Linked DNA regions of Pan troglodytes: regions 1, 3 and 4 are each linked to region 2. A link is a contact called in public HiChIP or PLAC-seq data. All regions are on one chromosome and are shown on one strand. Each heading gives the region's core, a stretch centred on a gene start, on an enhancer-like site or on the middle of the called end of the contact. The rest is flanking DNA. Distances are from core to core; before and after follow the strand shown. Region 1 holds the start of TRAM2 (translocation associated membrane protein 2). Region 2 holds the start of EFHC1 (EF-hand domain containing 1). Region 3 holds the start of TMEM14A (transmembrane protein 14A). Region 4 holds the start of MCM3 (minichromosome maintenance complex component 3).

Region 1 (3,599 bases), core at 700-3,199, 160 kb before region 2:
GTATAAATGTGTAGCAAAAGGCTGGGTGCAGTGGCCTGTAATCTCAGCACTTTGGGAGGCCAAGACGGGCGGATCACTGAAGATCAGGAGTTTGACACTAGCCTGGCCAACATGGTGAAACCCCATCTCTACTAAAAATACAAAAATTAGCAGGGGGTGGTGGAGGGCACCTGTAATCTCAGCTACTCAGGAGGCTGAGGCAGGAGAATTGCTTGAACCTGGAAGGAGGAGGTTCCAGTGAGCCGAGATGGCGTCACGGCACTCCAGCTTGGGCAACAGAGAATCCATCTCAAAAAATGGCGGATCGCTTGCGGTCAGGAGTTCGAGACCAGCCTGGTCAACATGGTGAAACCCCCACCTCTACTAAAAAATACGAAAATTAGCCGGGTGTGGTGGCACATACCTGTAGTTCCAGCTACAGGCTGAAGCATGAGAATTGCTTGAAGCCAGGAGGCAGAGGTTGCAGTGAGTCAAGATCTCGCCACTGCACTCCTGCCTGGGCAACAGAGTTAAGACTCTGTCTCAAAATAATAATAATAATAATAATAATAATAATAATAATAGCAGTGGGGGTAACTTAAATTCAACCATCTAAACCTATAAAGAAACCAATTGTATTAAGTTCAACCTCATAGGTGTGGCCGCACGTTGCAAATTTGAACACATCTTCACAGGTGGAAAGTCGAGGTGCTTCAGAGTTCTTGATCTTTCTGTTCCTCACAAGACGAAGGTTCAACTTTGAGAAAGGTCAGTCTTGAAGTTAAATGAGGTTTAGTCCAATCTAGGCATTACTTTTTCATTTCCTTGAGAGTCAGATAAGGGAATTACAGACCCAAGACTGTATTTTAAATAAGGTGGAGTGCAGATCGAGGAAGTAAAATTTCTCTAGGAACTCCATCCTGTCTCAATTACATTCCACCGCGTGCCACTTTTAAAAAATCATATTTATTTAGAAGTGAAATAACTGTGGACCTAATAAAAAATGGAATAGGAATTAGTTTTTTTTGTTCATTACGTATTTCTGCACATCTAGAAAGTAACTGACTGCTTCATTACTGGTAGGATTAAATCCAATATTTGCGAATATAATTTATTAAGAACACCTTTTGTCCTTCCAGGAGTACTTTTAAGACTTAATATTAAATAGAAACTTTCAGTGAGAAAGTTCCTTCCTTTTTTGCTTCTTCTGTGTTTATTCTTCCACTTCTTCTGATTAATATGTAAGGTAGACTTTCGGTGAGATGTGTGTAGCTAATTAATGGTGGCATGAGGGTCCCAAAAATTACTGGGCAAAACTGCAATCATCCACCCTCTCCCCGCATTGGAGCGAAAGCTCCCCTAGGGCAGGGTCTTTCGGTTTGTTGATCTACCTGAACCGTGCCTAGCCCACTGCAAGTTCTCGATAAATACTTGAGCAATCTCCATTCACTGATCGTCCGTGCAGGGCGCTGTGGCCAGCCAGAAGGCCGGTTCGCGGCTTCCCTGCTTCCGCCGCACCCGCGCCGCCCTCAGCCCCCGGGGCCACAGCCCGCAACCCCGGGAGCATCCGGCTGCCCGGCCACCCCCGGGGCGCTCGCTGCCTCCGGGGCCTGCCCTTCCCGCGGAGGAAGGAGCGGAGCGAGGAGTGGGAAAGCTGGGCCCACTTCCTGTCCGGGCAGGCCTGGGCGCCCGCCTCCTCCGCGGCCTGCTTTCTCCGCCGCGAGCTGCTGAGCCTCGGGCCCCAAGAATGCGGCCGGGCGCGGCGCTGGCGCGGGACGAGGAGGAGCCGAGTCCCGCTCGCCGCCCCCGTACGCCTCCGCCCCGGCAGCCCGCGCGTGCCCAGCGGCTAGAGGGTTAAGCCCGCGGGGGGCGGGGCCAGGCGCGCCGAGTGCGGGCCGCGGGCTGGGCGGGGGCTGGGCGGGGGCTGCGGCCGGGGGCGGTTACGGGCGGCGGGGGCGGGCGGAGGAAGGGGGCGGGCCCCGAAGTTGTTCCGCGCTGGGCGGGCGGGCGGCTGTGGGAGAGCGGGCGGCGGGCCGGCGGGCGGACCGGGCCGGTGCTGGAGAAGTTTGCGCTGCGGTTCGTGAGCGCAGGGTGCGGGCCCCGCCGGCCGCTGCGCGCCCGCTGCCATGGCTTTCCGCAGGAGGACGAAAAGTTACCCGCTCTTCAGCCAGGAGTTCGTCATCCACAACCATGCGGACATCGGCTTCTGCCTGGTGCTCTGCGTCCTCATCGGGCTTATGTTCGAGGTGAGAGCCTGGGGAGGAGGGAGCTGGAGGGACAGTGCCCCCTGTCGTGCACCGCCCGGCACACCCCTGCAGGTCAGCGGGCCCTCCTCTGATCGGAGGCTCCTGGCTGCCGTGTACGTTATCGGCACCCCGGCTTTGTGCACTGTACCCCTCCGGCCTGTACCCCGGCCAGCCCAGACAGCACCCCCAGCTCCGCGCCGTGCCAGCCATGCCATGCTCTGCCGCCCCCTTGGGCACTCATCGTATCCTGCAGCTCTGTCTGCAGCCCTGAAACCCCAGCCTGGCCTCGAACCAACCGCCGCGCTGCCACCCTGGCTTGACGCGTGGGGTTCCCTTTCTGGCGTCCAGGAGCCAAGCCCAGAGACTCCCAGACCCGCAGTCATTGCACAACCCCCTCTTACCCCAAGGGGTGGCCACTAGCTCTTCTGGGCTTTTCCAGTGGGAGAGACCCAGAACCTTTTCCACTTCCTATGTGATTTCCTGGGTGTTTTGCATCTCAGCTCTGGAACGTGCTCGGATGTTCACGTGTGGCCCTGGCCCCATCCCAGCAGTGGCCTTCTGCTCTCGTGTCGCTCCCACTTTTTTGCTGTGCTCTAGAAGGCCAATTTTTGGATATCCTTTACCACTCCGTGAACTGTCCCTTTAGATCCATCTGCGGCGACCCAGAGCTTCACCCCCTTTACAGAGACAAGAAGAGAGACAGGGATACCCTCCACTTTTTGGGGAAAGTTGATTCTCTTATAGTGTAGGAGTGGGGGGCAGAGGATGGGGATCCCACCCCCAACAGCAATGTCCTGGTGTCGGCCTCCCAGGCAGGGAGTTGTAGAAAGCCAGCAAGGGGTCAGAATTCACAAGACTGATGGGAAGGATTCCCTACTCTTGCAGAGCAAGAAAAATGTGATATTCAAAAGTGGGAAGAACTGGAGGAAGCTTGGCATGGGTTTGTTGCGGTATATCTTGTCTCAGAAGTGAGATATGTGAGCGACATTCCCCTCACTCTCACCGTGGTCTCCTCTGGTTCCTGAGACTCCTTGTCCTCCCTTCTGCGTCAGCTTGCTTATTGCATTCTCACGGTTGGGTTAGGAAGCTGTGATCATTTACAAACTTCCTTGGAGATGGAGGATGGCTTGCCTGGCTAAATTTCCTTCCCTGTCCCTCTGTCTCGGGTTCCCTGTATCTCTGCGAATGACAAGGGCCCTAATTGGCTGGCGAAGCTGCCCTCAAGCTGGGAACATTCTTGTGGTGGCCAAGTCAGGGTTGGATGAATGAATGTGTCCGTGGCTGGGCTTTAGGGTCTGTAGGAAATAAACGGTGGTGCTAGGACTGGGGTCTCCACTCCACTTTTTGATAGTGCTCCTTTAGTTCAGTCCCTCT
Region 2 (3,720 bases), core at 525-3,024:
TTTCCCACTCCCCTTTAAAATTTTTTTAACTTCTTATCTGCATGTCTTTAGAATTACATTAATACATATTCAGTCCTTCACTGCTGAAGATATACTGACGATGCTTTTCAAATTTCAAATAGGGCAAATTGGTTGACACTTGGCCAGTGTATTTAAAATCTGAAATACGTCCAATGCACAGTTCTTCTTACTTGTAATACAGCAATATGTTTTTAGAGCTTTGCACTTCCATCCACACCTCTGTAATTCCCTGTATCAACTCAGCCCTGTCTACACTCACCAACACCAAAAGCTTAAGCTCATCCTGTATAGGGCAGGCAAGTGCCTACAACATTTTCTAAATTACATAAAACTGAAAAGTCCACTGAAACTAAAAATCTATGATGTTGTGTCTTAATGCAGGGATAATTACAGAGATTCAGAATACAAATTCTCTCACCAAACTTTCGATTTCATTCTAAATTGATTCTTCCGAAGAAAATAAATTGACAAAATATTTTAACTTTGTGAAGCTGGAGAGGAAGGCAAGAGTTTAAAGTATTAAACTATATAAACATAAACTACTGTTAGCTCATCTGTGATGATCAGTCTACTGAATCTCATTATTGATTTTTCAGCACATACATTTCAGTAGCCCCGTCAGAATTAAAACAAACCAAATAATTTTAAGAGCTAAACTGTGGCAAGAGTTTAAAAAAAAAAAAAGAATCCAAGCTGCTGCTACTTTTTAAAAAATTTTGTCTAGAAAATGCAAATAAAAACACAAGGTTGGGGAAGGAGCAAAACAAAATCTAAACAGGAATCTTTTTACAAAAACGTTAGAATAAAAAGAATAGAGCCGGGGAAGAATAAACAGCAACTAATCAATTCTTGAGGGAACTGGAAAGGAATATCTCTTACAAAGCAGGGAAAGATGCTTTGGGAGGAAGGTGAGCAAGTTTTGGGGAAAACCCGCAATGGAGAAAGAAAAGAATGGGGAGAGGATGGGACTAAATTGTGGAAAATGTAGAAGATGGAGAGAAAAGAATGGGGTTGGATGCAAGATAAAGAAGAAAGGAAAAAGACCTGGCGGAAAGAAGAGGAGCGGAATCGATATACATACAAAACAGGAAATGGAGCTGGGAGTGGGAGATACTACCGGGTACAGGATTCAGAAGAGGAAGAGGTGGGGCGGGAATGACGGACCTGTGGGAATGAGGATGAAGGTGCATAGTGGCGGGGGGGTTTAAGGGCGGCGATGGACGGAGACAGGTTATGATGTGAGAGAACGAGCTAGGGAGAGGGCCCAGAGATAGGTTGGGAGTAGGGTGGGGGAAATAGTGATCTAAAGGGACAAGAGGCAGGGGCTTGGAGGAGCAGGGCCGTAAGAAAGAACGCGGCTAACGGGATGAGAATGAAGGCGCCAACACACTGCCAAGATGGAGTGGGAAAAAACTAGAGAGGGATGAGGCGGAGGGCAAAGGATCGGAGAGAGGGGATGAGGATGGCTAGGGAAGAACGGCAGAAGTTCGGCCCAGAATAAAGAACAGGGTCAGGACAGAAGACGTGTTTGGAGAGAAGACAGACTTGAGTGGAGGGGAATGGAGGTGCACTGAGAGGGGAAACCTCCTGGGCTGCTGGAAGGTGGGGACAGGTGGGAGTCTGGCAGATAACTGCTCACCGTAGAGTCCTTAAAGGACGTGCCCGGAAGAAAGGGCAAGCCATGCACGGGATTGGACACCATTGCAGCCGGTACCACCGCCGCCACCTAGGTCCTGCTTCGTCCTCTCCGGTTGCCCAGGCGACGAGCAGCGTTCGCGGGCACCTCCAGGCTCCATGGTAACGCTAAACATCCGGAACTCCCACGAGCGGAAGGCGGGGCCAGGAGGCGCAGGCGTCACAGGAGGTTTGCGCGTGCGCCATCCGCAGGACTCCGCGTTCTCGCGGTAAGGGGGCCGCGGCCTTGGAGCGCGGCTAGTGGGCGTGGTTGTGTCGGCCCCTCCTCTTCCGCTTCGCCCCGCCCCGCTCCCGGAGGATGAGACGTGGGAGCTGTTGGGTGGCGCGGGGAAAGGCGGGTGTAGCGAGGCGGTAGTTCTCGCTGTGAGATCCGGGGTCCGAGCAGGCCCTTAGATGAGTTGCAGAGAGGGACGTTCCTTCTCTCCTTCCACCTAGTCCTGGCGGACCTCACTGCGCCCCGCCAACGCTGTGAGCTCAGGCACTCTTTTCTCCCCGCTCTGCCCCATTTCACACAGAAGTGTAAATGGTCGGTCCAGTTGGCAGTGCTACTAAACTAGACCCATGCTTCTTGTAGGTAGGGGCCGAGGATTACCCATGATTGTGTTTCTGTTGCTCAGGGATGGTCAATGAACTAATGCAATCATCTCATCCTTAATTCTCCCACTGCCACATTGTATTTTTCCCCTTTTAACTTTTTTTTAAAATCAATCTTTCTCTTTCTTTCTTTCTTTCTTTCCTTTCTTTTCTTTCTTTTTCCTTCCTTCCTTCCCTCCGTCCCTCCTTCCCTCCTTGCTTCCTTCCTTCCTTCCTTCCCTACTTCCCTCCTTCCGTAGAGATAGTGTCCCACTATGTTGTCCAAGCTGGTCTCGAATTCCTGGGGTCAAGCGATCCGCCCACCTCGCCTCCCAAAGTGCTGGGATTACAGGCATGAGCCACCGCGCCCAGCTCTCTTTATTCTACCATCAATCCCTTCGGTTAAACACCTTCGTTCTTGTAGGGAAAGCCTTGAATATGTGCTGCAGGGCAGGGTGCACTCTGATAGGTACTTGATTTTTGTTGACTGAAGAGCTGCAGGTTGAAGGGTGGTCACCTCAATCCCTCGTTTGTACCTGCAGCTGCAATGAAAAAGATCAGAACCACTAGGAGGAACACAGCTCCTTCAAAGAGAAAGACTAAGTCTTGGGAAAGAAGCAGATAAGTGAGGTGAAATATTGTCAGCATCATAGGTATAGCCTTTGATGCTTTTTACAAAACTTGCTTAAATTATTTTTTCTTAAAAGAAACATAATCCTATTCCTGAAACATTTTTTTGGTGGGGGGAAGAAAGCTATCCATCATTGCTGAGGAGCTTAAAAATAAAAAGTAATCAAAAGCCACGTGCCGAGAGATTTGGATTCATTAGGTCTGACATGGAGGCCAGGAATCTGATTTTTGTAACAGGCGTTTGTGACAAGCCAGTTTAGGAACATGATAGAGTAATAAGCCAGACACAGAAGGCATATCTCAGTGTCACAGGTAGTTTACTGCCAATACAGACAGCAGCTTTACTTTTATTGCTGCTTGTCAGAGCAAATCCCCCTGATGGGTTTCACTAATTTGTGTGACGCTCAGGAGGCCCAGGACATGAATGCATTAAGTGGCACCTGAGGCAGTTATTGATGCCTGCTTACCATACCCTGCCCAGAGAGTTTCTTTTCTAACTCTTCTCCCCTTACTACATCTGTTTCCTGTTCTTGTCCTTTTTTAAACCTCTTTTTCTTTTTCTGTAAGTACATTACCTTAATGCAGCAGTTTAATACATTTTTTAAAAACTTCAATGAAGTTTTTTTGCCTTTGGTGCTTTTTACAAAACTTGCTTATTTTTTTAAAAAATAAATGTAATCATATTCCTCAAACATTGGTTAGCATTGTGGAAGTTACTGAAAACTTTTAAAGTACCTGTCCGTTGTATTATACCTTAGACACCAACTGAGGATGGATGCCAGTCACTGGAGGAATATGTCA
Region 3 (3,508 bases), core at 909-3,408, 250 kb before region 2:
CTAGTTCAGAAAACACATTCAGGTTCATCTGCCACACAGGGTCATTCTAAGGGTATGCTTTAATTATTGCTGTCAGGTGCATTTACCCTACAGGGGAGCATGAATAAGTCAAGTGAAGAGGGTGCAGGGAAGGGTGTTCCTGGCAGAAGGGAGCGCATGTGCAAGGCCCTAATGGCACAAGAAAGCATGTTCTCAAAATGAAAAGTGCAAGGGGCTTGTGAAAAGAGAGGGTGCTGGTGAGAAAGACAGGGCTGTACACCCACATAAGCCCCGTAAAGGGAGTCTGGTTCCGTCCTAAGGGCAATGAAGGATCACTGAAGGGAGCCTCACAATCAGATTTAAATTCCAGCAAGCACTTCCCAGTTGCAGTAGTGAAGATGGGTTGTGAAGTGAGGCAGGGAGATAAATCGGGAAGCTGTTGCAGTAAAGCAAGCAAGAGCTTAGTTGATAACGGTAGGCTTATCTAGAGAAATGGCAATGAGAATGGAGAGAAGGTGGACAGATTTCAGAAGTTCAGGAGGTAGAATCAGCAGAATTGAATTTGAGGCGGGAAGGGAAAGTCAGGGGTGAATCAGAGATGACTCACCCCTAGGTATCTGGCTTAGACCATTAGGAGAAGTAGGGAGTCGGGGAGCCTCATGCTATTCCCTGAGACAGAGAACATGGGAAGAGCAGCAGGTGTGTGGCGGGGGGAAGACGGAGGTGGCTAGGAATGATGGGACGTGTTTAGAATGTATTCAGTCTGAGACGCCCAACACACAGTCCGGAAAACACCCTTACATACAGATCTGAAGCTTATGAGAGTTCTTTCATTATCAGGTGTAACTTCTAGACCTAATTTTCTCCTAAAGCTAAGTAGCTGTTGTGAAAGATTAATTCCACTCCATCCTGAGCCCCCCAGCTCTTCCTGCGATCTTCTCTTGAGGACCCACACCCTTTTACTTGGTTGGGATTCTCTCAACTCTCAGCCAGCCAAGCTCCTTGAGGGCAAACCAAGGTTCAGTTTATCTTTGTCCTCCTCACAGCACCAAGAACCCTGCCATGCACAAGGCAGGTACTTAAAATACTTGTTAAATGAATAAATGAGTGAGTGAACCAAAGGAACAGCTTCTGCCTGAAGACATTCTGTAACTGACCTACCCAATAGAGCTTTATTGCCAGGAAACAGGTAGCCCCTTAATCTCCTTAGTGAACTGACTGTTGTTCTAAAGAGGCAAAATAAATCTACTCCCAATGCTTGCAAGAAGACTCTGTTCTCACAGAGAATATTCAGACAAAAGAATCACCTATTCCATGACGGAGCCATGTGGCCAGGCCAGAAGCACACATTAAAGGCAAAGGCTGTGTTAACATGGAAGGGATAAGGTGGGAGAGGATGTGCACAGCACATCACACGCTCTCATCACAAATGTGATGCTCAAGCCTTGGAAGGACTAAAACGCATCTTGGATGCAATGCAGCAAAACGATTTACCATACCAGGTACAAAACAAGGTGACAGGGGACAGCCTCTCTGCCCGCCCCAAATCCTCCAAAATTCGGAAAACTAAGAGATTTTCGGTGAACTGTTATATAAAAAGCATTTTCACATGCTAAAGATATAACAATTACCTACCCTTGAGCTCTTGGAGGGCACAAAAGGCACATTTTCGAGTGGGGTCTGGGTGGTGCTGAGAAGGTTAAAATTCCTGCCAAGCATTTTGCAGTGGTCCATGAGCCCACCCCACCACCCCAGTTCCAGGAAGGTAGGAGGCAGGATAGGTGGGATATTTAGGGATACCAGAAGGCAGAAACTCGGGAGGAGGAGAAAAATGATACCGCGGAGGTAAGACCGATGCCCTGCAAAATCCCCTCAAGGTCCTCTGCATCATCATTTGCTGTACAGGTTTGGCGCGGGGGAGGGGATGCCCGCTAAGCAACGCCCCTTATATTTCTGCAGTTTTGTAAGAAAATTCAGAGCAGGAAGGTCTCCATTGCGGGATGCACAGCTCACCTGCAGCCCCGAGCCTTCACTGCAGCTGAAAAGACAGAAGTCTGGGGCCAGCTGCCGCCAAGCGCGGTACCTGGAGTCCGGAAGCAGTCTCCGCACCAGCTCCGTCCCACTCGGCGCCCAGCCGTCTCGCGCTGAGCAAAGGCCGCTCCCTCCTGGAAACGCCCTCCCTGCCGCGCGCATGCGCTATGTCCCTTCTCGCCTTGCAGGACTCCGCCCGGTCCATGCCCTCCGGCTGAATCCGGGCGGCCTGTAGGCCAGGCAGCCAGGAGGCCCTGTGCTGCAACATCCCGGCGGCAGCCGGACCCGTTGCTCCGTCTATCCTGCCTTCGGCCCTGTCCTGGAGCCAGGGCTGGGGTTTGCTGCCTCCCGCCTGACGGAGCAGGACTGGCAGGAAGCGTGTTTGCAAGAAGCCAAAATTACAGAAGGCGAAGATTTTTAAATTAATTCCATTCATCTTTCAAGGGACATTTCCAGAACCTCCAAAAGGCAACCCGAGGTCTTCTACACACCCTCCAGCAGACTGTCCCCACTGTCAGTGGAGGGAGCTAAGGTTCAGTGAGGTCAAGTGACTTAGTTGTCCCAGGTCAAAATCCAAGTTTGCCTGGTGTCAAAGCCCAAGCACCCTTCATTACACTATGGGATCATCTAGATGTGGTTGGGAGACGAGGATCCTAGTTTAAACTTCAGGCCCAGGATTTGCTGGGTTTAGATATCTACTGGGAAAGGTATAGAATTCCAGAGTTGGAAAGCCTTTAAAACCTTGCCTAATCCAAGGCAATCCGCCCAATCCCAGGAACGAAACTTAAATTGACCTTATTTTTTTTTTAAATACAGGATCTCAGTCGGTCGCCCAGGCTGGAGTGCAGTGGCACCATCCCGTCTCACTGCAACCTCTGCCTCCTGCCTCCTGGGTTCAAGCGATTCTCCAGCCTCAACCTCCCAAGTAGCTAGGATTACAGGTGTGTGCCACCTCACCCGACTATTTTTTTTTTTTGTAGAGACCGGGTTTCACTGTGTTGCCCAGGAGGGTCTTGAACTCCTGAGCTCAAAGCAATCCTCCCGCCTCTGCCTCCCGAAGTGCTGGGATTACAGTTTAAATTGACTTTAAATTATGCCTCCCTGTAGCAACTTATCATCTCAATCTTCTGCCTTCTTGATGAATACAGAACTCCGACCCTCTTCCTTATGTAATAGCCCTTTGGAGATTTGAAGAAGGCTGTCATAGTGAAGTAGCTCTAGAGGTTCTGTGTCACTGAGAATTACAGCGGAATTCCTCAGAATAAAAAAGGAAACTCAAAAACTAAATCTTGTGAAGTTTGTTTGCTACATCTATTCTTTGTGCATAAAAGTGCTTCAGGGAAGTAATATAACTACATCTAACTTATGAAAGTCTAAGTTGGTCCTGGGGAATTAATAAAATTCCTGAAGATTCACAGAAGAGTTGATGGCAAGGCATTGGAATGTGGCGTGGAGAAAGTGATAGCCTGAAATTTGGTTCTGAGTTCTCTCAGCACTC
Region 4 (3,499 bases), core at 694-3,193, 130 kb after region 2:
AACCTGATTGATTTTGGGCAGTTTGCAGGTGTCGGGGATAACAAAGGAAATACATTTCCTCTGCTTAAAGATTTCATGCCCTAATGAAAGAAGGGAGAAACACCAATTAAATAGCGGTGTGTCCTTCACAGCTGAAGATGATTATATTGGGACAAATCAAGTCTTTATCAAAGACCATGGCATGATTAATTCATTAAATAGAATTGTCTTTACATAGTTTCCAAATTTGCCATTAGCTCATGGAATGTTAGAGTAAGACAGATTATCAGAGATATTCTAATTCAGTTTCTTCATCTTATACTGTATATAAGGAAACAAGCCCAGAAAAAAGTGTGAGAATCAAAGATGTGGTTTTCAGATTTCCACTCTTTTGGACTTTCTACTACAAATGACTCGACTTCTTTGCTAGTTTGAACTAAGCTTCCCGGTTCTTTTAGCGTTAATTTCAAATTGTTTCCGGAGCAGAGGATATCTCAGTACTCTGTCCAATAAGTTCATAAAATAAGAGTTATGAGTAAAAAGTCTTAATAAATCAGTAATTACCTCTTGCTATATAACGGCAAACAGTATCTTTATTCTAGAATTTTCTTTTTTTTTTGCCCGTTAATAAACATAAAAGCAAGCAGTCAAATGACAGCCTTTTTGCTTTGGCTAAGGATCGATTTATCTGCCCACTAGGATGGCACAAAACATACAGTAACTATAAACTGAATAATAACTGGAAATACATATACCCACACAAATAGATGGCATATATATTTTGTTTAGGCAGATTATTCTTAGAATATTTATCAGTACATAGTGAGTCCAGAAGACTTTAAAACATAAGCTAATAGTTGGCTGAAATTTCAGATAAAGAGTTATCAAATGTCTGATGTTGGGCAATCCAGTATTTCAGTTTCTTGTTCAGTAAAATTAAAAACACATGCTGGGGCAATGGGCTTGCTCTTTATTGTGCAGAGTGGTTACATGGGTGTAAGCACAGGTAAAAATTCACTGAGCTGTACACTTAAGATTTGTGCATTTTACTGTATATACATTATATCTCAAAATAAAACTAGAAATATAACAAAAAGCCAACCACGACGGACTGAAAACAAACATACAAATGTGGACGTGCGATGATCTTTTAGTCATTATGGTTTCAGATTTGCTGTTAGTTACTGATTGATATTTAATCAAAGTGACGTGAAACACTTTTTCCCCTCTTGAGCTGATCGTTCAGTAAGCTAAGTTACTTAAAAGGATCCTGTGATCTTTTTATAAGACCAGAAAGCCTTTAATTTACCTGTTATTAAGTAAGATGGAGTAGTAACGGTTTCCAGAATTTGTATAACACACGATGAAGTCTCTAGGGGGCAGGGTAAACACAGATTTTTTTTTTTCACTTCATCCTTCTCTGCGGCGATGTCTTTATGGAGTTCGTCAGGCAACGGTATCAGATAGCAAATGGGTTTTTAACTAATCCTTCCCTAAGGTACTATAGTTCTATATTCTATCCTATAGATTCTCAAAATCCACTTTTACACTAGGATGCCACTGGAGGGCAGTTCTGATTTGGATATATCTTAAAAATGATTTGCTTTTATGTTTTCATCTTCCTGCGTTATAAAGCACCATCCTCTGAATTTGGTCGTTGCATCGGGTCAAAAGTTCTGCAGCTTGAAAAACCCTGCAAAAACATCCGGAAAGGAGGGAGAACACTACAACTCCCAGAACGCAACGCTTTCCCTCTCGCCAGCCTGTCTCCTCTCAGCCCTATTGGTCAGTTTGCTCGTCAGTGAGGGAGGCGGAGGGAGGGGAGGAACAGAGAATCCCGGATGGTACGTTTCCCGCCACCGCGGGGCGCGCAGCGGAAAACCCGAAGAAGAAGAAGCTTTTGATTGGACAGTCGCTAGTCCGACCTCAGAGAACTCAGCCAATCATAATGCTTATATGCTCCCAAGGTCCCCGCCTCTTCCTCGAGGTAACCTTTGGTGGCGGGAAGAGTTCGGAAGTTTTCGCGCCGGGGTGGAGTCATCCTGGGAACCTCCACGCGACTTTGGTGGAGGTAGTTCTTTGGCAGCGGGCATGGCGGGTACCGTGGTGCTGGACGATGTGGAGCTGCGGGAGGCTCAGAGAGATTACCTGGACTTCCTGGACGACGAGGTGAGGGAGGCGCCGGCGCGCGGGCTCTAGCGCTCGGAGCCCCTGCGGACGCGGCCCGGCCGGGAAGCCAGAGGCCCGCCAGGCCTCCAGACCGTGTGCCGCAGCGGAGCCTGCCGGGCCCGAGCCTCCAGCCCCAATCTTGTAACTTCTCAACGCCGGACTCGCTAGTTTGTGTTCGATAAGTGAACTCTTAGGAAGCCAGCTTTCTCCTAAGTACAAGCGATGGTCCGGGCGCGCAAAAGGCGACAGGTTCCCATTAAGTGCAAGCAGATTGGCAAAGCCCACCTCGGCCTTTTGCATTTCACTGCTCTCTCTTGATTTGAGGAGACTGTGGGGGAGGGGCTGCCCTAGGGCTATAGTGACCAGCCGCGTTGCAGAGTGCTCAGATTTTAGGGACTGACTTTTTACCAGGAGGAAAAGACTCCCTAATTCGGCTGCATTCTTTTTCAGTACCAACTAAGATGCAGATAAAAAGTGTTTTGTGTGCAGGCCAAGGGGATTTTATGTGCAACCCAAGACTTAAAGCCATAGAATGTTGAAAAAACCATCTTGAAGGGTTGATGATGTGACCAAATAGCTGAGATTCTCTATTCCTTTAGGTCGGGGTATGAGAACCCTTTCCGTATTATAGAGATGATTGGAAAAAATATTACTTTTTATATAATTCTTAAATGAAAAGCCATTTTAATGTGACTACTAAGAGTCTGTTTTATTTACATTTTTATTATATATATCTGAAGTGCACATGTTTTGATATACATGGTGAAATGATTACTACAGTGAAACAACATATCCATCTATTCACGTTGTTACCTTTAACATTCACATTGCTAGGTTTAACTTAACATTTTAACAAAGTTTGCACTTACTGTCCATTTAGACTTCTCATGAGCTCATTTTAATTCTCCACTAAAGACAGAAATTACAGCATGCAGAAAAGTTGTCCATGATGATGGGAATAACAGCATGGACCTTGAGGAAGTCATTATAATTCTTATAGTCCCCTCTTAGGGTGTTATTTCGAATCTAAAAATAGTGAATGAAAGGGAGAAATTGATGAGCACGTACTTACTGGGGATTCAGCTCTGCTGCAGAGATTGACTTAGCTATCTGGCTATGAGAACTACTTCTGTTTAGAAACATTGTTTTTAAATTTGTGGCTATGGTGATATGTGGTGGCTGTTTTGCAGGAAGACCAGGGAATTTATCAGAGCAAAGTTCGGGAGCTGATCAGTGACAACCAATACCGGCTGATTGTCAATGTGAATGACCTGCGCAGGAAAAACGAGAAGAGGGCTAACCGGTGAGAGGCAAGGGGATATACTGGCTGTCAGTGAGAATGGCTCCCTTC

The links. HiChIP or PLAC-seq counts read pairs in DNA pulled down with a chosen protein or histone mark.
Region 1: a contact with region 2 is called in an H3K4me3 HiChIP or PLAC-seq map of stem cell-derived excitatory neurons, with 6 times the contacts expected there. The contact joins the promoter of TRAM2 here to the promoter of EFHC1 in region 2. A contact is called at or near these places in 2 of 7 Hi-C or Micro-C datasets (blood and stem cell-derived neural progenitor cells), 1 of 1 datasets of contacts at active chromatin or transcription factors (stem cell-derived excitatory neurons) and 1 of 1 other capture datasets (stem cell-derived neural stem cells).
Region 3: a contact with region 2 is called in an H3K4me3 HiChIP or PLAC-seq map of stem cell-derived excitatory neurons, with 4 times the contacts expected there. The contact joins the promoter of TMEM14A here to the promoter of EFHC1 in region 2. A contact is called at or near these places in 2 of 7 Hi-C or Micro-C datasets (induced pluripotent stem cells and lymphocytes) and 1 of 1 datasets of contacts at active chromatin or transcription factors (stem cell-derived excitatory neurons).
Region 4: an H3K4me3 HiChIP or PLAC-seq map of stem cell-derived excitatory neurons shows a contact between it and region 2, with 2.3 times the contacts expected there. The contact joins the promoter of MCM3 here to the promoter of EFHC1 in region 2. A contact is called at or near these places in 1 of 7 Hi-C or Micro-C datasets (stem cell-derived neural progenitor cells) and 1 of 1 datasets of contacts at active chromatin or transcription factors (stem cell-derived excitatory neurons).

What each region holds. Positions count from the first base shown.
Region 1 is chr5:58,433,612-58,437,210 of NHGRI_mPanTro3-v2.0_pri, reverse strand. It overlaps TRAM2 (translocation associated membrane protein 2), which reads left to right and starts at 1,949. Exons shown (of 11, transcript XM_518539.9): 1 at 1,949-2,225. The coding sequence starts at 2,106. It overlaps LOC100611061 (a long non-coding RNA gene), which reads right to left and starts at 1,838. Exons shown (of 3, transcript XR_008548525.2): 1 at 404-1,838.
Region 2 is chr5:58,275,967-58,279,686 of NHGRI_mPanTro3-v2.0_pri, reverse strand. It overlaps EFHC1 (EF-hand domain containing 1), which reads right to left and starts at 1,774. Exons shown (of 11, transcript NM_001280343.1): 1 at 1,661-1,774. The coding sequence starts at 1,723.
Region 3 is chr5:58,525,754-58,529,261 of NHGRI_mPanTro3-v2.0_pri, reverse strand. It overlaps TMEM14A (transmembrane protein 14A), which reads right to left and starts at 2,158. Exons shown (of 5, transcript XM_003311333.4): 1 at 1,993-2,158.
Region 4 is chr5:58,141,375-58,144,873 of NHGRI_mPanTro3-v2.0_pri, reverse strand. MCM3 (minichromosome maintenance complex component 3) reads left to right here and starts at 1,943. Exons shown (of 17, transcript XR_010158047.1): 1 at 1,943-2,148; 2 at 3,339-3,451.